Linked DNA regions of Mus musculus: regions 1, 2, 3, 4, 5 and 6 are each linked to region 7. A link is a contact called in public Hi-C, HiChIP or PLAC-seq, Micro-C and promoter capture Hi-C data. All regions are on one chromosome and are shown on one strand. The core of a region is the stretch at or near the end of the contact, and the rest is flanking DNA. Distances in the headings are between cores, read along the strand shown. Region 1 overlaps Chn2 (chimerin 2). Region 2 overlaps Chn2 (chimerin 2). Region 3 holds the start of 9530036M11Rik (a long non-coding RNA gene). Region 4 overlaps Chn2 (chimerin 2). Region 5 overlaps Chn2 (chimerin 2). Region 6 holds the start of Prr15 (proline rich 15). Region 7 holds the start of Tril (TLR4 interactor with leucine-rich repeats).

Evidence for each region. Promoter capture Hi-C pulls out the DNA fragments that hold promoters and counts their contacts. A called contact is a pair of places that touch in the nucleus more often than the background predicts. HiChIP or PLAC-seq counts read pairs in DNA pulled down with a chosen protein or histone mark.
Region 1: a contact with region 7 is called in a Hi-C map of bone marrow-derived macrophages, with 23 read pairs. The contact joins the enhancer-like site here to the promoter of Tril in region 7. A contact is called at or near these places in 6 of 39 promoter capture datasets (the C10 cell line, embryonic stem cells, hematopoietic stem and progenitor cells and 2 more), 2 of 484 Hi-C or Micro-C datasets (bone marrow-derived macrophages and cerebellar granule neurons), 9 of 115 datasets of contacts at active chromatin or transcription factors (craniofacial prominence, embryonic basal ganglia, embryonic forebrain and 5 more) and 3 of 9 other capture datasets (adipose tissue, liver and macrophages).
Region 2: a Micro-C map of embryonic stem cells shows a contact between it and region 7, with 2.4 times the contacts expected there. The contact joins the enhancer-like site here to the promoter of Tril in region 7. A contact is called at or near these places in 2 of 39 promoter capture datasets (the C10 cell line and cranial neural crest), 3 of 484 Hi-C or Micro-C datasets (cerebellum and embryonic stem cells) and 9 of 115 datasets of contacts at active chromatin or transcription factors (embryonic midbrain, embryonic stem cells, extraembryonic endoderm stem cells and 1 more).
Region 3: a contact with region 7 is called in a promoter capture Hi-C map of liver, with 4 times the contacts expected there. The contact joins the promoter of 9530036M11Rik here to the promoter of Tril in region 7. A contact is called at or near these places in 10 of 39 promoter capture datasets (cranial neural crest, embryonic stem cells, hippocampal neurons and 4 more), 1 of 15 datasets of contacts at CTCF or cohesin (embryonic stem cells), 13 of 484 Hi-C or Micro-C datasets (the AML12 cell line, the C2C12 cell line, cumulus cells and 7 more), 12 of 115 datasets of contacts at active chromatin or transcription factors (bone marrow-derived macrophages, craniofacial prominence, embryonic forebrain and 5 more) and 3 of 9 other capture datasets (adipose tissue, embryonic stem cells and liver).
Region 4: a contact with region 7 is called in a promoter capture Hi-C map of liver, with 2.7 times the contacts expected there. The contact joins the enhancer-like site here to the promoter of Tril in region 7. A contact is called at or near these places in 7 of 39 promoter capture datasets (cranial neural crest, embryonic stem cells, hippocampal neurons and 4 more) and 1 of 9 other capture datasets (adipose tissue).
Region 5: an H3K4me3 HiChIP or PLAC-seq map of embryonic limb bud shows a contact between it and region 7, with 5 times the contacts expected there. The contact joins the enhancer-like site here to the promoter of Tril in region 7. A contact is called at or near these places in 20 of 39 promoter capture datasets (the C10 cell line, the HPC-7 cell line, HPC-7-derived erythroid cells and 12 more), 13 of 484 Hi-C or Micro-C datasets (CD8 T cells, bone marrow-derived macrophages, cerebellum and 3 more), 17 of 115 datasets of contacts at active chromatin or transcription factors (craniofacial prominence, embryonic basal ganglia, embryonic forebrain and 9 more) and 4 of 9 other capture datasets (adipose tissue, liver, macrophages and 1 more).
Region 6: a promoter capture Hi-C map of embryonic stem cells shows a contact between it and region 7, with 2.8 times the contacts expected there. The contact joins the promoter of Prr15 here to the promoter of Tril in region 7. A contact is called at or near these places in 15 of 39 promoter capture datasets (the 3T3-L1 cell line, the HPC-7 cell line, cranial neural crest and 6 more), 4 of 484 Hi-C or Micro-C datasets (embryonic retina and embryonic stem cells), 9 of 115 datasets of contacts at active chromatin or transcription factors (craniofacial prominence, embryonic forebrain, embryonic hindbrain and 2 more) and 3 of 9 other capture datasets (adipose tissue, embryonic stem cells and liver).

What each region holds. Positions count from the first base shown.
Region 1 is chr6:54,178,598-54,181,297 of GRCm38.p6, reverse strand. The region is part of intron 2 of Chn2 (chimerin 2); the gene reads right to left. Among named protein-coding and RNA genes, the nearest start is that of 9530036M11Rik, 28 kb to the right of the region's middle. Within about 2 kb of position 1,282, at least 28 of the 459 cell types and tissues checked have an H3K27ac peak or open chromatin away from gene starts, as enhancers often do. A contact at or near this core is called in bone marrow-derived macrophages and liver, where this site is marked.
Region 2 is chr6:54,095,034-54,097,733 of GRCm38.p6, reverse strand. The region is part of intron 1 of Chn2 (chimerin 2); the gene reads right to left. Among named protein-coding and RNA genes, the nearest start is that of 9530036M11Rik, 56 kb to the left of the region's middle. Within about 2 kb of position 1,448, at least 48 of the 459 cell types and tissues checked have an H3K27ac peak or open chromatin away from gene starts, as enhancers often do. A contact at or near this core is called in embryonic stem cells, extraembryonic endoderm stem cells and trophoblast stem cells, where this site is marked.
Region 3 is chr6:54,151,184-54,153,883 of GRCm38.p6, reverse strand. 9530036M11Rik (a long non-coding RNA gene) reads left to right here and starts at 1,438. Exons shown (of 4, transcript XR_869109.3): 1 at 1,438-2,700. All of the region lies in intron 1 of Chn2 (chimerin 2), which reads right to left.
Region 4 is chr6:54,129,703-54,132,402 of GRCm38.p6, reverse strand. All of the region lies in intron 1 of Chn2 (chimerin 2), which reads right to left. Among named protein-coding and RNA genes, the nearest start is that of 9530036M11Rik, 21 kb to the left of the region's middle. Within about 2 kb of position 1,367, at least 17 of the 459 cell types and tissues checked have an H3K27ac peak or open chromatin away from gene starts, as enhancers often do. A contact at or near this core is called in liver, where this site is marked.
Region 5 is chr6:54,248,240-54,250,939 of GRCm38.p6, reverse strand. The region is part of intron 6 of Chn2 (chimerin 2); the gene reads right to left. Gm15527 (a long non-coding RNA gene) reads left to right here. Exons shown (of 3, transcript XR_003956307.1): 2 at 1,554-1,754; 3 at 2,696-2,700. Among named protein-coding and RNA genes, the nearest start is that of Gm15527, 5.4 kb to the left of the region's middle. Within about 2 kb of position 1,414, at least 30 of the 459 cell types and tissues checked have an H3K27ac peak or open chromatin away from gene starts, as enhancers often do. A contact at or near this core is called in bone marrow-derived macrophages and embryonic limb bud, where this site is marked.
Region 6 is chr6:54,325,535-54,328,234 of GRCm38.p6, reverse strand. It overlaps Prr15 (proline rich 15), which reads right to left and starts at 1,334. Exons shown (of 2, transcript NM_030024.3): 1 at 925-1,334. The region is part of intron 4 of 9130019P16Rik (RIKEN cDNA 9130019P16 gene); the gene reads left to right.
Region 7 is chr6:53,819,458-53,822,157 of GRCm38.p6, reverse strand. Tril (TLR4 interactor with leucine-rich repeats) reads left to right here and starts at 1,333. Exons shown (of 1, transcript NM_025817.4): 1 at 1,333-2,700. The coding sequence starts at 1,923.

The sequences.
Region 1 (2,700 bases), core at 33-2,532, 360 kb before region 7:
GCCATGGAGAGCAAGCTAGTAAGCAGCATTCCTCTATGGCCTCTGCTTTAGTTCTGCCTCTAGATTCCTGCCTTGAGTTCCCAACCCCAACTTCCTCAGTGATAGAGTATGACTCTAAGCTAAAGAAATCCTTTCCTCCTCAAGTTGCTTCTGGTCATGGTGTTTATCACAGCAACAGAAAGCAAACAAGGGCACTGGCATTGCTTGGAGCTTGCTGTAAATCAGACATTCTAGCATGTTCTCATTGACTCTTCCCTCAAGGGTTTACTCACTTGTGCTAACAAAGTTAGAGCTCATTTTGAAGACACTGAAAGTCACACCAACAATAGGACCAAATCAAGTTTCAAATCTGGATGTCCAGGCCCAAAGTCAATGGCTTTCTAGCACAGTTGCTAGAAAAGTCCCACGTGGGTCTGATCCCATTAGAATTTACTGGAAGCTGTCACAAAATATAGATTCCTAGTCTCTATCCTGGGCACAATCCACTCCATGAATCTGGAAGGAGTCTTCAAAATCTGTTTTCCTAGACATTTCCAGAAGATCCTTGAGCGCATCCAGGGCAGAGGTACTGTCTTGACCTCACCAAAGGGGAGACCAGGCAGGGGACACTGGGAAGCAGGGAGAAGGGAAGACAGTGGTTTATTCACACACAGCAGAGATTGTGAGAGTGTGTAAGATGAGGGAATGAGGCAAAGCGGATTCTGGATGAGAAGGAGCTGAGATGCTGTTGATGGAACAGAAGGATGCAGGCATGGTGCACTTCTGGACAGTGTGCTTGATGTCAGCAGCCCAGATCCCGTAAACTCACCCTCTGGGGCAGTTGTCACTTGGGCATAGAGAAATGCAGGCTCACCAGCCACACACTGGGAACAGAAGCTTAAGGGATGGTTTGGAAGAGGAAGTGGGAAAGGCTTCTGAAGCACAATAAGCCAGGCAGCCACTTCCACTCCTGGAAGTGACATGACAGACATCATTAGCTAGTGGCCTTTTCTCAGCCAAAAGGTCTTCAGACTCCTGAGGCTTGCTCTATGCTCTCTGAGCAGCAGAGTTTGCCAAAATGGAAGGGAAGCCAGTGGACCACTTGGGTCATGTGTCTATCTCTCCGGATGCTGACATGAGAGCCAATCAAAAGCCAGGAAGCTTCCTACCTTAGCTTTCAGTAGGGTCCTGTACACCATTTAAAGGGTTAGCTAATCAAACACCCACGGGAATAATTCTCCAAGGCGCATTTGAGGTATAAAATATGTCACAACGTCTGAAAGTCTCACTTCCTGATTTAACTCAACAAACATACTTCACAAGCAAAATGCACGAATGAATGCCACTCTTAAGGTGGTTCCACAAGCAGAGGAGTGACACGGTAGCATCTGCTTCTACAGCAATGTCCCATGCATACTGGAGGCCCTCCCTAGCCAGGGGCCTTTTCCAGCACAGGAGAGAGTTCTCCCACTGGGTCAACCTGTTTGGCAGTGGTGGAGGTCCCTGAGGTTTGTGGAGGTAGAGAAGGGACACCTTGCTCCCCTTGGAGTCTAAGGATTGAGAAAGCTAATATTTTATTCTTGCATAACAAAAGTTGACTCACCTTGTCAACATAGGGATAAGTCAACATGTTCCTGTGGGCAATATGGGAAAGGTCATGCAAGCAGAGTGCTGAAGCCACTCAAAAACAGGACTTAGGACTGAGATGGGTGGATCCTAGCCCTCTAGATTGGGCTCTGCAGTCCACTCCCTTCTAAAAGTACTGCCTCTGGCCAGTACATAATGAATAAGCAGTATCAGCCTGGCTACTGCCATGTCCCCCAGCTATGAGCAGCAGGTTACTGGTACTATAGATGACTTCCTGGTTCCAACCTCACCTCTAGCTACCATGTGAAGGCTTTGCCTTGCTAATAAAATATTATCTTAAAATTCACTGCTTGGCCAATGGCACCATGGTAACCCAAAGACAAGGTGTGTGGGGCCCCAAAGCAGGGAGCCAGGTATCTGTGTACATAAGCAGGATCTATGGGGTTTGACAAATTGCACACAGGCTACTTTTATGACTCACAGATTGGGATAGGATCAAAGAATAACTACTATCCTATTCCCGTCAGGTGATTTGACTTTGGCAGTTCTACAGATCAAGGGTGTGAGGTCCCAAGCTCCTGTTTAGAATAATCAGCACAAGCTCTGAGTACCTGACCTCCCACTGGAGGAGGGCTCCTGGGAGAGCTGTCATTCCAGCATCAACTGCATGGTTGCTTTTGGTCTCTTACTAAAGAAAATCAGACTAGTCCCATAACGGTTGGCTTTTGAACCTGTCAGCTCCAGGCTCACATTTCACACACTTCTGACTTAATATTCAAATGTGGCTTCCTTGTTGTTTTTAAGTGAATTCAAAAGTGGCAATTCTTTTAGGCCATTAACTCCAACACTTCCTCAGTGACTTTGCCTGTGGTTTTGCGGGGGTGGGGGTGGGATGGGGTGGGGTGGGGTGGGGTGGGGGTGGGGGTTGGTTTTAGTAGTTGAGCTCCAGATGTATGGTGTTTAGGGATAAGAGCCTCCCAAGGACATAGCTAAGGAAGTGATAGTGTTTGTTTCTAAGAGGATAACAAGAGCTTCTAATCCCACAGGGAAATGGAGAGAGAGCAGAAATTTGGGGCCATCATGTGACATTGGGCTTTCTCCAGTCAAGTCTTGGTCTTATGTATCCTTATGGCC
Region 2 (2,700 bases), core at 199-2,698, 280 kb before region 7:
GGATCTCATCACAAATGGAAGTGCATGTGATTCCTAACAAGCACTTCTGGGAGGGCGACGTCCTGATGAATCTCACCTGCAAATCAGTTCCCTCTAGAAAGGTCTTCCATTAGTTGACCAAAGGTGCTGTTTATTGGGGCTAACTGTCACCGTGTTTCCTGCTAAACATTTCTGTGGTTCAAAGTAAATAAGTGAACTGTAGTTCTGTTTAAGACAAAAGACTTCACCAGGATGCAGAGCCGAGAGCAAGTCCCAAGTCCTGAGCAACTGGTGTTTCCAAAGGCAACAGTAATGCACCTGTGGACAGGCAGGCACACAGGAGGATGCGGATGAACCGGAGGAAGGAGGCTTGGGGCTCCGAGGGAGGCTGAGCTCCAGGTCTGGATGTTTGTAAGAAACAGAGCCTTGACGAGAGGAAATCGTGGCTTTTCAGAAGAGAAAGTGGAAAATCAAAACATCTTCCGATGAGAAACAGAGATACCCTGAAAAAGTCAAATCCTAGGCCTCTGGGTCATTTAGCACCTCCCACAGTCAGGAGCCTCAGTTTTCTTCCCCCATCCTGTAAAAGACGGAGGAGCAGGATGAGGCAGCAGACAAATCAAAGGAAATGTAAAGAGGCAGCCAGCGGGAGAGAGAGTTCCCGAAAGCTCTGGATGAAGGACACCCACTGTGACTGACAAAAGGATGGCTGTGGGGGTTGAGGCCGGGAGCCCTGCCATCGACAATGACAATGACAAGACAGGCCGAGTGAGCACCACCTGGACAGAAGGATTCCTGAAGTCTTCAGTGAAGGGTCCTGTCCTAACAAACACCTCCCTCTTCATGGGTCCCTCAGAACACCGAGGCTGTGGCAAATATTTGAGATACAGAATTAATGGAAGAAGGATTGGTTTGGGTCATGACTAAAGCCATTCATGTTTGCTTGGCCCCTGTTGTTGTGGGACTGTGGTAAGGTAGAAGTGTCAGGGTGGGGAGGGCAGGACAGGGCTGAGGGAGGGAGAGAGAGGGGGAGGGAGAGAGGGAAACAGTCAGAGACAGAGAGATAGAGAGACAAAGAGAGAACAGGAGGGGAGGAACGGGCATGATAGGCCTTTCTATTAGACACTCCAAATAATCTGCCTCTAATTAGACAGGTTACGTCATAATGGCTCATTCTGCATGATCTAATCAGTGGATTAACCCAAGAAGGTAATGCCACACCCTCACACATAAAGCCACTGGGGGTGGGGGTGGGGATGCTTCATAAAGAAAACCTTACCAGCCAGCAAAAAGCCAGGGTGAGTTAGAAAGAAAGCAGAACCCAACTGCACAGTGGTATGTTAAATGGAGACTATTTGCAGATAACACTCATTGTAAATTATATTTGTCAGAGTGAAACAATGTAACAGGGTGAACAAAGGATCTTTTGTTCTCCGATTACAGTGGTGGCTCTCAACCTGTGAGTCATGACCCCTTGGCAGGTCAGGACCCTTTCGCCTTTCACGGGGGTTGCCTAAGGCCTTCAGAAGAACACAGGTGTTTACACTGTGATTTATAACAGTAGCAAAATTACAGTTATAAAGTAGCCACGAAAATAATTGTATGGTTGGGGGGCTCACCACAACATAAGGAGCTGTATTAAAGGGTCGCAGCATAGGGAAGGTTGAGAACCACTGCACTGTTAGGAGAAGCCACCATGTATGTGACCAAGGAAAACAAAAATGATATCCAGAATTAACAGGCTGGAAAATAACTTGAAAAATCAAATGGCAAACTCTTAGATTTGCAAGGCAGTTGGAGGAACCCCAAGTCAGGAAGCTATCTTCCTCAGATATCAGCCCCTGACTTACTTAGTTGGCAGAGTAGCATTCATGGCTGCAAGGTAGGAGACTGATACTGCCACTGCTCCTGGTCCCCATTCTCCAGGCTCCTCCCACATCCAACCTGCTGCCTTTAGCTCACTGGAACAAAGAATATCCCAGAGCACAACTCTCTAATGTCCTTCTGCAGACGGACACTCGGGTTCACACACTATGAAAACACCGTCAAGGAGGGAACCAAAGCGAAGTTAATCACACCACATTCTATTCCACATTCTATTCCATAGTGCTCTACACTTCTGAACTGTATTTATTTGATTTTTTTACATAGATAATACATTTGTGTGACCCATGTCCAAATGGAACATACGTAGAAAAGTCTTCTCTTCCTGCCTCCTACAAATAGTTGTTTTTCATTAGTTTCAACCTATATTTCAGTTGTGTCTGTTTTTCACCCAGCTTTTCTGAGATGTAATTGACAATGTGTGCTTTCCAGGTGTACAGAAGGGTGACTTGAGTCACATATACACTTTGAAGTGACTGCACAGCGAATCAGCAAATAGCTGTCATACTCAACAAGAGTTACCGCTTGCATTGGGGCAGGTAGTGAGGCCACTTAGATCTACTGTCCCCAAATCCCAAGTGCATGACACAGGATCATTACGTAGAGTCGCCATGCTGTGTTAAATCTTCAGAATTCAGGGCACTCTAGAAGGCAGTTTATGCCTTAAATCAATGTCCAATATATGATATGTTTTTCTCCCATAGCCAGGATTCATGGATCCAGGAATCAAGGAGCAAAAGAGGAAATAGTTTCACACACTATCGCCCCTAGGAACCACTAGGAAAATTCTTGCTTCTTGTTCTCAAGACCTTAGGTTCTGCTGCCCTAGAAGTTTTG
Region 3 (2,700 bases), core at 189-2,688, 330 kb before region 7:
TTGACTTCAGTAGCTGCACTGCACTGACCTCTCTAGCTGCACTGCACTGACCTTACTACCTACACTGCATTGACCTAACTACACTGCACTGACCTCACTAGCTGCACTGCACTGACCTCACTAGTTGCACTGCACTGACCTCACTAGCTGCACTGCACTGACCTCACTAGCTGCACTGCATTGACCTCACTAGCTGCACTGCACTGCACTGACCTCACTAGCTGCACTGCACTGACCTCACTAGCTGCACTGCATTGTCCTCACTAGCTGCACTGCACTGACCTCACTAGGTGCACTGCACTGCACTGACCTCACTAGCTGCACTGCACTGACCTCACTAGCTGCACTGCATTGTCCTCACTAGCTGCACTGCACTGACCTCACTAGTTGCACTGCACTGACCTCACTAGCTGCACTGCATTGACCTCACTAGCTGCACTGCACTGACCTCACTAGCTGCACTGCACTGACCTCACTAGCTGCACTGCACTGACCTCACTAGCTGCACTGCACTGACCTCACTAGTTGTATTGCACTGCATTGACCTCACTAGCTGCACTGTATTGACCTCATTAGTTGCACTGCACTGACCTCACTAGCTGCACTGCATTGACCTCACATGTACACTGCTTGGCCCTATCATCTCTAGCTTCCAGCTATCTTCTCTCAGTGGGCTGCAAGGCAAGGAGAGACGCCTGTGTTTGTTGCAGTATTCTCATGGCAATGTGCGGCAATGTAGGCACCAGATGTGAGCTTCTATGATGCTATTCTCCAGGGGCTCTAGGCATCCCCAGGCTCCCAAACAGTTCTCTCCTGCTGCCTATTCCTCCCCACAGGCCTTTCACTGTTGAGCACACCTGGATGCCTCAAATTCCCTTGGCCCTCTAAACCTGCCTACACCCGTCATCAGATCCTTCATCAACTTCTCTTCAACACTGCATTTGAGTGTCTTCTGTGCCCTGTGGGACCCTGGCAGGTGTCTTCTGTCACCACTTGGATCACAGAAAACACTACAGCCACACCTGAACCTGCGTGACTGCACATCTACTTTTTCGGTAAATCTTTACTTACTTTCTATAAACTAGACGAACACACTACACAAAGGGAGGAGGATCATTGATATTCTGCATTTTTCACAGCTCTGGCTCTGTTCCACTCGGTACTGAAGGGAAAGCTGCAGGCCCACCAGCCAAAACAGCAAGTTGATTCCCAACTGTCACCATTAAATGAGGGTGGGTTAGACTGAGATGATGAATAAACATTTATCCTGAGTAATTGCCTATTGTAATAAGTGTTTATCCTGACTCCAAGTACATCAGCAGACCTTGGTCTGCACCTCTGCTCTTTATAGATGCAATCATAGAATCTTTGAGCCCACCCTCTACCATGCTGGGCTCTGAGCAGGGGCAAGGACTCGGTTTTACAGACCAATTTTCTTTTCTTCATGTATTCACCGAATTGCATTTTTGAAATTTCTAAGAATTTAAACTACATGGGTAGAAATATTAAATGATTTCTGGACTTTTCTTAAGCATTCACAAACACACACAGTGTCAAAGAACACAATTTGCCTCCTCAAGGTGAACTGCTAACTAAGACTGAGTTCTAAAACCCAGTTTCAGAAAGACTACCTTCAGGAACTAATTCTTATTAAGTGAAATAAGTATTACCCCTTCCAGGAGAGACTGTCCCAGAGACTGAGAAACTCCAGCTGTGGCAGTTTCTTGGAGTAATGGTTGGTTTCCAGTACCCCACACAGAAACCACCCAGTCTGACTTCAGTGCTGGCACAAACTCTTTCAGTTCAGTAACACTGGATTAAAGGGACCTGTTGAATATGTATGACCCTTGGACCATATTACATTAGCCAAGATTGAAGTACTTCACTACATGACACTGGACCACGAGGGCAAGCTCGTCTTGAAAAAAAGAGACTATCAAACATCTTGGTGTGCCTTTATGGTGTCAAAACAGGCAGAGCCAGAATTGTCCATTTTAATAGGAAATGGGTTAGAGCACATGATAAAACACGACACAGGCTCCTGTGGCAACCTCATAAGCTTCTGGTTTAGGGCATAAAGACATTTAGAATATGTTTACTTTTGAGGCGTTATTGTCTGGTCTGATCACAGCATTAAAAAATAAATAAAAACCTAACCTCATATGAAAATAGCCGCTGAAGGTGAGGCACATTCGCTGTGAACAGTGGGAAATTCCAAAAGAGAAACCACAGAAACTATCAGTGGGGCCTTTGAGAAAAAAAAAAATTCATTTTCTGAACAGCAACAGTCCCTGTCTTAAAATGTAACAAGAGGAAACCATATTATCTGCTTCAATCAACCCATTTTCTTTATTGCAGAGGCTTGCCGACCAACCAGTCTAATAGTACAATGCTTTATGGGTACCCAAACAATGATTGAATGCACTTATTCCTTGATAAGCTCCTGCAGATGAAGTGTGCACGCTGCATTAATTATTACCAATGTGGCAGGAAGCAAACGCAAGTCGAGAGTGGCTGGCTTTCAGAGAAATGAAGGTGGAGAAATTATGTCCTCTTTCCTCCCCACTTTCTATTGATCTTCTTAGAGCAATTTCAGAAAAGTTGCAAACCAATAATTTACACCCGATTAAAAAAAAAGAGCTCAAGGAAGATGGGTAATAAAAAAAATGAGAAAAATATCTCTAGCTGGACCATGTTCTA
Region 4 (2,700 bases), core at 118-2,617, 310 kb before region 7:
AGAGTTCGCCTTTGTATCAGTATCTCTCCTGTGTTTTTACATTATAGAGTGCCTTTGTCATTCATCAAACAAGTCATTTAATTAATACCCCTCCATGTGATGTCAGTACTTTCATTTTTAAGAGCTAGTAATTATTATCTACCCAGAAGACACTTTTCCTGGCCATGGGTCTTAAGCTTGAAGCACCCCCCCCCAAAAAAGACCAATAAAGCAATACTAAGTTTTAATGCCTACCTCTTAAGACACAGACCAGTCTAGGGACTAATGGTTTATTGGGTGACACCATGTTGACTAAGTTGACTAAATATTGGCTAAATCTATGAAGACTCACACAGTAGTGCCCTCACAAGTGCTGAAGGGACAGAAAGATGACTGCAGCACAATAACATTTGTAGTGTCTGTCTGACACTAATTCTCTATCTTGTCCACCTAGCGGTAAGCATTAATAGATATGAAATACAGAAAACCAATTTAAAAAATGGTTCAAGTAACTATGTGTTAAAAGGTCTTTGGATTGGGGAAAAAAAGAGAGGAAAGGAGAATGGGGAGGAAGAAGAAGAGAAGAGAAGAAAGCAAAGCGGGGGGGGGGGGGGGGGGGAGAAGAGGAAAGGGAGGAGAGACTGAGATACAAGGTCTCCGTGCTTTCTTATTCAGCAGACTAAACTTGGAGCCTGGCAATTCTTTCCCAACAGAGAATGTGGTTTCCACCATCAGCTTGATCCAATTTTATTTGGTGCCATGCAAACCAAATACTGAATTCTGCAGTGGCCTTGGTCACCTAACGTCTCAAACCCACCCAGCCATGGACTCACCTTTCTACCTCATCATGGTGGCAAGGTTAATAAACGTAATATTGTTCTCTCAAATCATGGGCTTTGTGAGCAATCGGGACAGGTGACAACGCTGTAAAAGTGAAGTTTACCGTTGCTACAGTAGGTTTAAGGAATCCAAGGTGCTAAATTACTCTGGGGTTGAGGGATAGAGCTGGTAGATAGCCAGGAGAGGGACATTCTTTATCCCTTACACCTGATAAGTGTTGCCTGCATAGAGAATCTCACAAATATTTGCTGGATATGAGTATTCCAAGGCTTTCAGAATCTTTTAATGTCTGCAAAATGATTTTTGAAGGAGCAAAAATCATTGACTGAAAGAAACTTTGTTTTGGTTTTTGTTTTTGTTTTTTTTTTTATCTTTTACTATGTCTTTCAATTTGTTTCAGGTTAATTTTTACCTGAAAGACATTAAGGGCAAAACCCATGTCTCATAGATATTTGTTTGCTTATTTTGTTCTAGAGGTAGAAGCCAAGGCCTTTCATGTGCTAACCATGTGACACAGCAGTGAGCTATGCTCCAGCCCTCTCAGGACTTTCAGAGTCAGAAGCTGGGCAGTAACTGCACTCCGCTATGACTTAACTGGCTTGAAGCTAACTTCTCTCAGTTCTGAGCTCCACCTGTTAGGGTCGGGAGAGTTCTCTCTCCTCCTACGCTCTTCCACAGTGACTCCTGGTCCTGCAATCCAGTCTCAGGCTCTTCTGGGTCTCTGGGATGAGTGTGGTGCTAGAACAGAGCTTCTGGGTAGGGAGAAGGGCTTCCAGAGAAGCCAAAGCCCGGAAGTCACCAGACCCTTCTGCCTGTGGTAGGTCAGCATGGCTGGCTGCTGGCTACAAGCTATCTTCTTTAGCTGCTGTAGTGCAGAGGTTTTCTTGGTGGTTCTGTGCTGCCAAGCAGCTCCTGACAGAATCCAGGGTGACTTAGCGAGTCATCCCTGCAATCTCCCGTCATCTGGGCTCCTCTGGAAACAGTCATTTCCTCTATCCTAGTGCACTTATCTACCTAGTCTCTCCCAGGATCCGCACTCTGGGAGCAGCTTGTTTCTTGGGATTTCTACAGTAAGCCATGTCTCAGTTCTCCATGTCCCCCAACTGCAGAGAACACTTACTTAAACCCTCCAAGGAATCCAGCTCATCCCCTTTTAGTTAAGGTAAAAAGCAGACATGTTCCATGCTTCCCTTTCTAGGGAGGGTGAGATTTGGAGCATAGCATGCATGGGTCTCCAAAATCCTATGGATGATGTTGAGCCACAGACCAGGCTGTGTGCATGCCTGTGTGTCTGCAACCCTGCTTTATCGTCTCATCCATCGCGTTAAAATCCACAGGGAAAGCTTTGGGTATGCACTCCAAATTAAAGCTAAAGTAGTTCCATTTTATTTTACGTGTGTGTGTGTGTGTGTGTGTGTGTGTGTGTGTGTGTGTGTGTGTGTGTGTGTTATACAAGTACTCTGCTACTGAGTTACAATCCTCAGCTCAAAACAGTTCTACTTAATGAGGTGTGGAGAAGAACACTGGGCCATATTGAAAAATGGGAAACACTAACTTCCAAGTTAGGGAGTCAAGTGTGTTCTCGTCACCCCATCACACTTTACACTGTCCATGTTGCTATGTGGCAAGCTGACCCTACACCCAGCTAGACCTCCCTCTGTGTGGCTTAAAGGGTTCCCTCAGTCATCTTCGGATTCTAAGCTCTCCTGTCTCATATCATCTCCTGGAGATGCTGAAGGATCAAAATTAGTCATATGCAAATGAGACTGGCTCTGTTCCCTCTCCAATTTAGCTCTTCTATTCTCTTCCTGAATTTGAACCAAACCATGGACTTCACACAGTAGAGTTAGGGAACTATTCTGAGGCACCGACTCCACAGCA
Region 5 (2,700 bases), core at 165-2,664, 430 kb before region 7:
AGTTGACCCCTGTGAAAGGGTCACACAGTCCCAAAGGGGTCGAGACCCACAGGTTGAGAATCATTGCTCTAGAGGCTCTAGGCACAAACTTTTCTTGATTACCTGCTGTCCTTGGCTTCTGTTTGCATCCCTCTGGGGCTTCCAGAACTCTTTTTCTCCAGGCTATCTTCTCTTCTGGGCTTGTTACTTGTGTTGCTCTTAGGAAGATCTTTATAGTGGTATTTGATGGCCCTTAGATAAAGCAAGACAATCTCCTCCTCTCAAAATCTTTAATGTGGGGACTGGAGAGATGGCTCATCTGTTAAGAGCATGTGTTGTTCTTTAAAGGACCAAGTTTGGTTCCCAGCACCCACGTCAGGTGGCTCACGACTCCTGTAACAATCTCAGGGGAATGTGATCTACCTGCCCCTCTGGGTATCTGCATTCCTATGCACAGACACACAGGCATGATTTAAGATGAATTAAAATGAATTAAGAATTGAATCCTTAATGTGATTACATTTTCAAGGCCCCTTTTCTAATGGGAAGCACACTTCTAGGTCTTAGGATTAGTTTCTGACATCCTGGGAGACCACTGTTTTTAATGCCACAGTGTTCTAAGAACTCTCATCACACCCACTTCCTCCTGAGCAGGCCTCTCTCCTGGCTCAAGTTTCATGTTGCTGTGGACAGCCTTATTAACTCATGCTCACAGGCAAACAAATGTGTGTCCGACAGATGACAGGAACCCTCCTATTTGCCTTCAAAATATTCCTTAAGTAGAAGGGAAATATTCACACGCTGGAGTTCTTAACCCATTGCCACATGCCCCCAGGAAGTGCCCAGACGAGATACTCAGGAACCCAAAATGGGGCTTTGAGGAATCACATTTTAATAAATATATTACCTTCCCCAGGAGAATAAATAAAATATGTTCATGGTGATGGTTTTTCTCTACATTTCTGAGATACTGGAAACCTGGAACTTTGCTGGGTAAGCATGCATGGTTAGTCAGCATGTTAGAAATAAGGGCAGAGGTACTGTATCCCCAAATGATGATTCCTGCCTCTCTACAAGGGAGGGTCTTCTAGACTGGGAACCTGCTAAGCTTGGCCACATGACATGCACTGGACAATGAGATGGGAATGGAAATGTTCTCAGCCGCTCCAGAGCTGAGACTTCACAGCTCTTGGATGATTTTGCTAGGAATTCAATGACGATTGAATACTCGGGGCTTAACGAGAGGGAATCGTCAGGGAAAATCTGAGCTGGCAAGGCACACAGAAAGAAATGAATATTTATATTGCTGACTTAAAGGACTTTAACTTTTGTTTCACACATCTGCATGCTTTGCCTGCACGTCTGTCTGTGTACCATATACATGCTCGGTGTCCACAGCGGCAGAAAAGTGGGTTTGGATTTCCTGACACTGAAGTTACAGATGGTTATGAATCACCATGTGTGTGCTGGAAACAGAGCTCAGACCTCTGTCAGAGCAGCAAGAGTCCTTAATTGCCAAGCCATCTCTCCGTTTCCTGTATTACTGTCTTAAAGTGACCTATAAATTCTTTCAGGTGAACTTGGGTACAATATACCCTCATGCCTTCTGGGTCCAGAGACCAGATCTGAAGCAGAAACCCACTGGGTACACACTGGAAGCTGGCTGTGTGTAAAAGCTCCCAGAGAGACTCCAGTGAGGGATCATGCAGTTGCTGAAACATTATTGTTATAAATGATACAGCATGGAGCTAAATAAATGAGCTTTTGAAACACTGGTAAGTGGGAGCAGCTAGGACAGACAGCCAAGCCACCTTCGTGATAAACATCCTGAGCCCAGAGTGTACAGATCAGGTTGCAGTTGGCCCTGCACAGCCTATAATCCTATTTGGATGGCTCATCTCCACCCTCCCTCCCACGCATACCAATATAACTTCATAGGTGGTTGTAACCTGAGCCGAGATCTCTTTTGAGTCATGAGGATTTGCCTGGATGGGGAGTTATATGCCTGCTTTAGCTTCGGAAGGCTTGCTTTCCTTTATTGGCTTGAGACAAAATTCATAGGACATAAAGTTAGCAGCTGTAAACTGTGCAACTCTCCGAGGTCCATGCATGTTGTATCGTCTATTTAAATATCATTCTATTTTCAGGAGCGAGCAGTATTCCACACATGTGTATATCCACACTTGCTTATCCACTCATCTGTGGGTGGATATTTAAGTTGCTTCCTCCTCTGGGCTATTGTGAACATGAACACTGTGAACATCTGTGTGGGGTGATGGCCTCAGCACCTGTTTTTAATTCTTCAGGGTATGTACCTACTCACAGAGTTGCTAGGCCATGGGGTAATTTGTTTGATTTCTAAGGAGCTGCTAGGCTGCTGTTCACAGAGACCATCCCACTCCAGTTCCCACCAGCAGTGTAGGAGGACTCCAATGACCACAGCTTCCCTAAAACTTACTGCTATTTTTAAAGTATTATAACTTTTCTAGTTTCATTTCTGTCTCTGTGACTAATTCCTGATCAAAAGAATCTTAGGGAAGAAAGGACGTACTTAGCTTACAATACCAGGTTATAGTCCATTGTTTTGGGGACACCAAGGCAGAAATTTTGAGGAATCACATCCCCAGTCCAGGGTAGAGAGAATAAACACAGGGGCCCTGTTTGCTTGCTTTCCTCTAACGTTCTCTTGTCTTAATTATTTTGTCCCTCTGCTTAGGGAAT
Region 6 (2,700 bases), core at 85-2,584, 510 kb before region 7:
CCCTTGGAAACCGCCATCCCACTCTTCCTTTAACTCCCTAGAGCCAATCTCCACACTGTTGGAAGGCCGCGGGTCCCAACCCTTCTTTCATAGTTCTCTATCTCTTGAGGATTTTACTTATTGTAAACAAAGTCTTCTGGTACTTTTCTTTGCTGGTTGCCTTTCCATCCTCCAAAGGAGAGCGCCCAACCAGGAACTCCAGAAAACCATTGAATAACGGAGCCCAGACGCTCCTGATAGTGCAAGCCAGACTCTTGGCACACTTCCTGTGAGCGTGCTACTGGACACGGCCACCACGAGTGGGCAGGGCTCGCGCGCGCCGCCCATTTCTAGGTTTCAGCTCCGCCGCTTCGCAGCCCACGCACCGCGGCGCTCCTGGGATTCGCCAGTGCGCAGGAGGGAAACTTGTGCGGCCGTTTGTTGTTGCAGGTTCTCCCGGAACTGCCTGGTAGAGGAAGTCTCTGCGCCTACGGGGAGGCGCCATCTCCTCCCTGGGGATGTCCTGAGGACTCACTCGGACTGGGGCTTGAAAACCGTAAAAGCAGAACCAGCTCAAAGTTCTTTCCCTAAGAAAGGCGCCCACACCCTTAGGCACCGTCAACGTTGGGGTCTACAAACGTCTTACTCCCTATTCTGCAGATCGGAAAAACACCGCACCCCAAGGCATTTATTAATGGTGGTGGGCAGCCACCCAACACTTTCTTTTCCACAGTGACCAACTTGGTGTGTACGGAAAGGCTTTGTGAGAATTGCGCAAGGAAAAGATGGCAAATAATGCAAAAGTAGGCAGATCACTGTTCTGGGGGGGGCCTCTCCTCTGGCAGCAGGAGGAGGGGCACTGCAAAGCGCTAGACAGCATTCTCCAGGGACTTCGTAGCGCCAGGGCCTGCCTTGTGAGACGCAGAGGGACTCTGGTTCACTCACCTGTAGGGGCTTTCAGGGCCACTGCGGCGCCGCGCTGCGCCGCGCGGGCTGTCTAGAACACGGAGGGGGCGTCTCCGGGTGCCTGAAGCTTAGTCGCGGTGTCCCTTATCGCTGACTAGGAGAGATGCAGGAATCGTTGTTGCTGATCTCGCCCAACACCCCTGACACTCGCACACTGTCGGAACAACCTGGGGTTGGCAGCACGGTCCGCTCAGGTGGCAGGGACTGTCAGATCCTCCGCCCCAGGGTGAGTCTGGTCAGCCTTTCCCGGTGGGAGTCTCACATTCTAGGGCGCGTCCTTTCTTCCCGTTCACTCTGCTCTCTGGCCTCAGCTAGACAGGACCTGGGCTACTGACTCCGGCGCACTACCCTTCCTGAGCGTCCGTAGGAACGCGCTGAGACATCTGCCCACTTGCTGGTGGTTGGCCAAAGGCCTGAAGACACCAGAACTGAGGAGGAGGGGAGGGTCAGGGTGGGACAGGAGGCGGCCGCCAGGCTACAGGTGCAGGTAGGCGTCCCCGCCCTTCTGGGGACCAGATTGGACGAGGTTGCAAACGTGGTTCCAGCCCTGCGGACTCTGATTGGAGAAAAAGCTGTGCTGCGCCGCCTCCCTGCTCGCGTTCCGTTCTTGCGCTGAGGTTTGAGTCCCAAGGCTTTCAAATTTTCTAACTCGGAGAGCTGATTCAAACTCTGTCATTGTTTGGGAGTTTCAAGCGCCCTTACCTAAAAGACTAAGAGTTGAGAACCATGTCGTTGCTGTCATCGGGCGCTATCCTAGTACTATAACTCACTTGGGTCAACTCACTTGGGTTAACTCACTTGCTCATCAGACCGCCCCAGGCCTGGGCACTATGGCTCCTAACAGACCTGCAAAGGAACCATGGCTTTGCGGAGGTTAAACAGTTGTCCAGGATTGCATGCTGAAGGGCAATCTCGAAGTAACGGGGTTGGAAGTTTGATTCCAGCTTATCAGCTTGTTAGTCTTGGGTTCTTACCATAACTAAGTGCCTATGCTACAAAGCATCTTTCGCGTTTGGGCGACCGCGCATCGACACCCATCCAAGCATATTACTCCAGCCCAGAGCCACTGAGAGGGTGAACCAATGGGCCCCAGCACCGTGCAAGGTGCTTTAGCTCGGTGGTTATTTGTCAAAAACGGTATTAGAGGAGACATTTCTCTAACTAAGGCGAAGTTACGACTTGAAAGAGATTTTGGGGGTCTCTAGGCTTGCAGACATGCAAGTAGGACCCTTTCTTTGCCTCTAAGGTAGGCAGTCCAGGCAATTTGTCTGCTTTGAGCACTTTCTGCGGGACAAGCCTGGTGAGAGACAGATCACCAACCAACTCTGATCTCTTGCAATAAGGATTTGATAAGCAGGCAGGAATTTTATAGAGACTTTCAATACAGTAGGGAAGAGGAAAATACAAGGACTTGGTTGGTGTCTTAGTTTGGATTCAATTAAAAAATGAAAGATGAACATACACTGTGTATTTGGAAATGATTTGTTTCTAACCAGAGATTAGAGAACTCCCCTCCCCCTTCCTCCCTCTGCCCCTTTCTCTCTCCTCCCCCTTTCCCCTCCTTCTCTGCCCCCCTTCCTCCTTCCTTCCTTTCTTTATTGGTGGAATTTCACTATGTAACTAAGACTGGATTCAAACTCTGGCATACCACCAAAACTGACTCTTGAGGTTAGTTTTAAAGTGGGGACACTGAACCATAACACTGGTACTTGATAAAGACTAGTTGCCAGCTTTAAAGGAAGCTTTCCGGAGGCA
Region 7 (2,700 bases), core at 84-2,583:
CAAACACTTGTGTCTCCATAGTTGCCTTTTATTCGAAGCTCAAAGCAAAACACAGTAAACTGGGTGTACTTCACTACAGACTTACCTGTTTTAGTCCAAAACCCATCTCCCACCAAATTGGGGTCGCTGTTGTACCCATGAAGTCTTCACTTACCACCCTGCCAGGTTCAGCACATGGCTCCATCACTCCCCTTGATAAACTGCTCAACAAGAAAATGACATAACAGAGTGACTAAACTATTTGAATCTTTGCAGATTTCTCCTCTTCCTTGCTCAGTTTCCTAATGTGATCTGTCAGTGTGCCTCTCTTCCCATACAGACAGTCAGCCCCCTGAAGCCAGGATATGGGCTCTAATTTTCCACACTGCTAGCACACAGTAAATCCTGAAGGGCTACTTTCAAAATGTTGCTTTGCATGAACAAATAATAAGCAACAGCTATCTCTTGCTTGTTTTCATTCTTATCAGACACTGGCCCTAAGGGAACCCCGGATAAAATGGTGCACTATTGTGTATTAATAATAAAAGTTAATATCCGACACCTGGCACCCCCCAAGAAATCTAAGCCTGAGCACCTTGGAGCCTGAAAACGTTCAAGATTGCTATAAGCTCTGGCACAAAGTAGGCGGGCCCCTCAAGAAGCAATCTCCAAAGGCTCTGTGCAGCGTATTGTATACAGGCCCGGGTTCCGAGGCTATTTGAAGGGCTTTAACACTGCAGGAGAATTAATCTAGCTGAATAGCCAAGTCTGTCCGTGTCACAGTCACTGTAACAGTTCCACTTCTGAGCTTTCTTCAGAGGTTTTCCCAGAGCGAGAACCGGCAGATAATTCGGTTTAGGAACCTAAAAGAGGCGGTGCCTCTCCTTGGACATGAGCAAAGGACACCAGAAACCCAAACACTTTAAAAGGACTGAGCAACAGTCCTGTCAACAGTCCACTGATGGCCTTGCCAGGAAATCTTGTGTTCCCCTAAACTTGGAGCACGATGCCAGGGAATTCCGTGTTGTCTCAACATCTTGCAGGGTGGCACCGGGAAGAGAAGAGTAGGTAAAATGTAGGCGCCCTGCCTCTGCGCCGAAGCCGCCGGCGAACCGGCCTAAAATAAAAAGGTCTCTGTCTGCAATCCCCGTTTGCTCGCCCGGTAATCCACCCCCGCCCCCAGCCTGCGCGCCGACCCGTACAGCTGTTTTTAATCCCTACTTTTCTCACTTGGCGTCCGGGCTAGGGCTGACCAGACGCGGAGCCACTTAGTGTTTCCTCCTCCCCCAGCCGGGGTCTGTCCTGCCTCCGCCGTCTCCTCTTTCTCCGCCTGCATCCCCCGGGGGGCAGAGTGTGGGAAGAACGAATTTCCGCCGGTTTGCTCGCTCCACGCCGACATGGGTCCCTTCCGGACGCTGCTTGCGCGTCCCCCAGGCTGCTCACTCCGGCTGCACTCCCAATCCCCCCGGATCGCGAGCGGGCAGGCGCCGGAGACGTGGGCCTAGCGGCCGGTACTCTGCAGCCAAGCCGCACCCCAGCAGCTCTTGGAAGGGATCCCGCCTGCAGCGGGGGAATCCGTTTGGCGGGGAGAATCCGCGCCAGGGAATCCAGCTCTCCGGACTCCAGAGCAAACAAAAAGCACCAACTCTTGCTCGCTCCTCCCGCCCCCGACGCTCACCCGAAGAAACAGTTTTCTGCAGAAATGCAACAAGTAGCACCCCAGATTCGCCGAGCGCCCAGCGCCTTCTGATTTGGCTCCGCGAACTTGGCCTGCGGAGACCCGGGCGAGCCACCGGGACAAAGAGGAAGGGCTGGACGGAGCACCAGCGAAGTACGAAAGAGGCCTTTTTAGCGACTCAGGCCCGGCCGAGGGGAATGCAGAGGAGACACAGAGCCGGCCGGCCCAGAAGACGATCCGGCCGCAGCGCGCTGGGCGGGCGGCGATGGAGGGTGTGGGTGCCGTGCGCTTCTGGCTCGTGGTGTGCGGCTGCCTGGCGTTCCCGCCGCGGGCCGAGTCCGTGTGCCCGGAGCGCTGCGACTGCCAGCACCCCCAACATCTCCTATGCACCAACAGGGGACTTCGCGCTGTACCCAAGACCAGCTCGCTGCCTAGTCCCCAGGACGTGCTCACCTACAGCCTAGGCGGCAACTTCATCACCAACATCACCGCCTTCGACTTCCACCGTCTGGGGCAGCTCAGACGGCTGGATCTGCAGTACAACCAGATCCGTTCTCTCCACCCCAAGACCTTCGAGAAGCTCTCACGACTAGAGGAGCTGTACCTGGGGAACAACCTCTTGCAGGCGCTCGTTCCTGGCACGTTGGCTCCGCTGCGCAAGTTGCGCATCCTTTACGCCAACGGCAACGAGATTGGACGCCTGAGTCGCGGGTCCTTCGAGGGCCTGGAGAGTTTGGTCAAGCTACGGCTGGACGGGAACGTGCTGGGAGCGCTGCCGGACGCGGTCTTCGCTCCCCTGGGCAACCTGCTCTACCTACACCTGGAATCTAACCGGATCCGTTTTTTGGGCAAGAACGCCTTCAGCCAGCTGGGTAAGCTTCGATTCCTCAATCTCTCGGCCAACGAGCTGCAACCCTCTCTGCGCCACGCGGCCACCTTTGTCCCTCTGCGCTCCCTCTCTACTCTCATCCTCTCAGCCAACAGCCTACAGCACCTCGGCCCCCGCGTCTTCCAGCACCTGCCACGCCTAGGCCTGCTCTCCC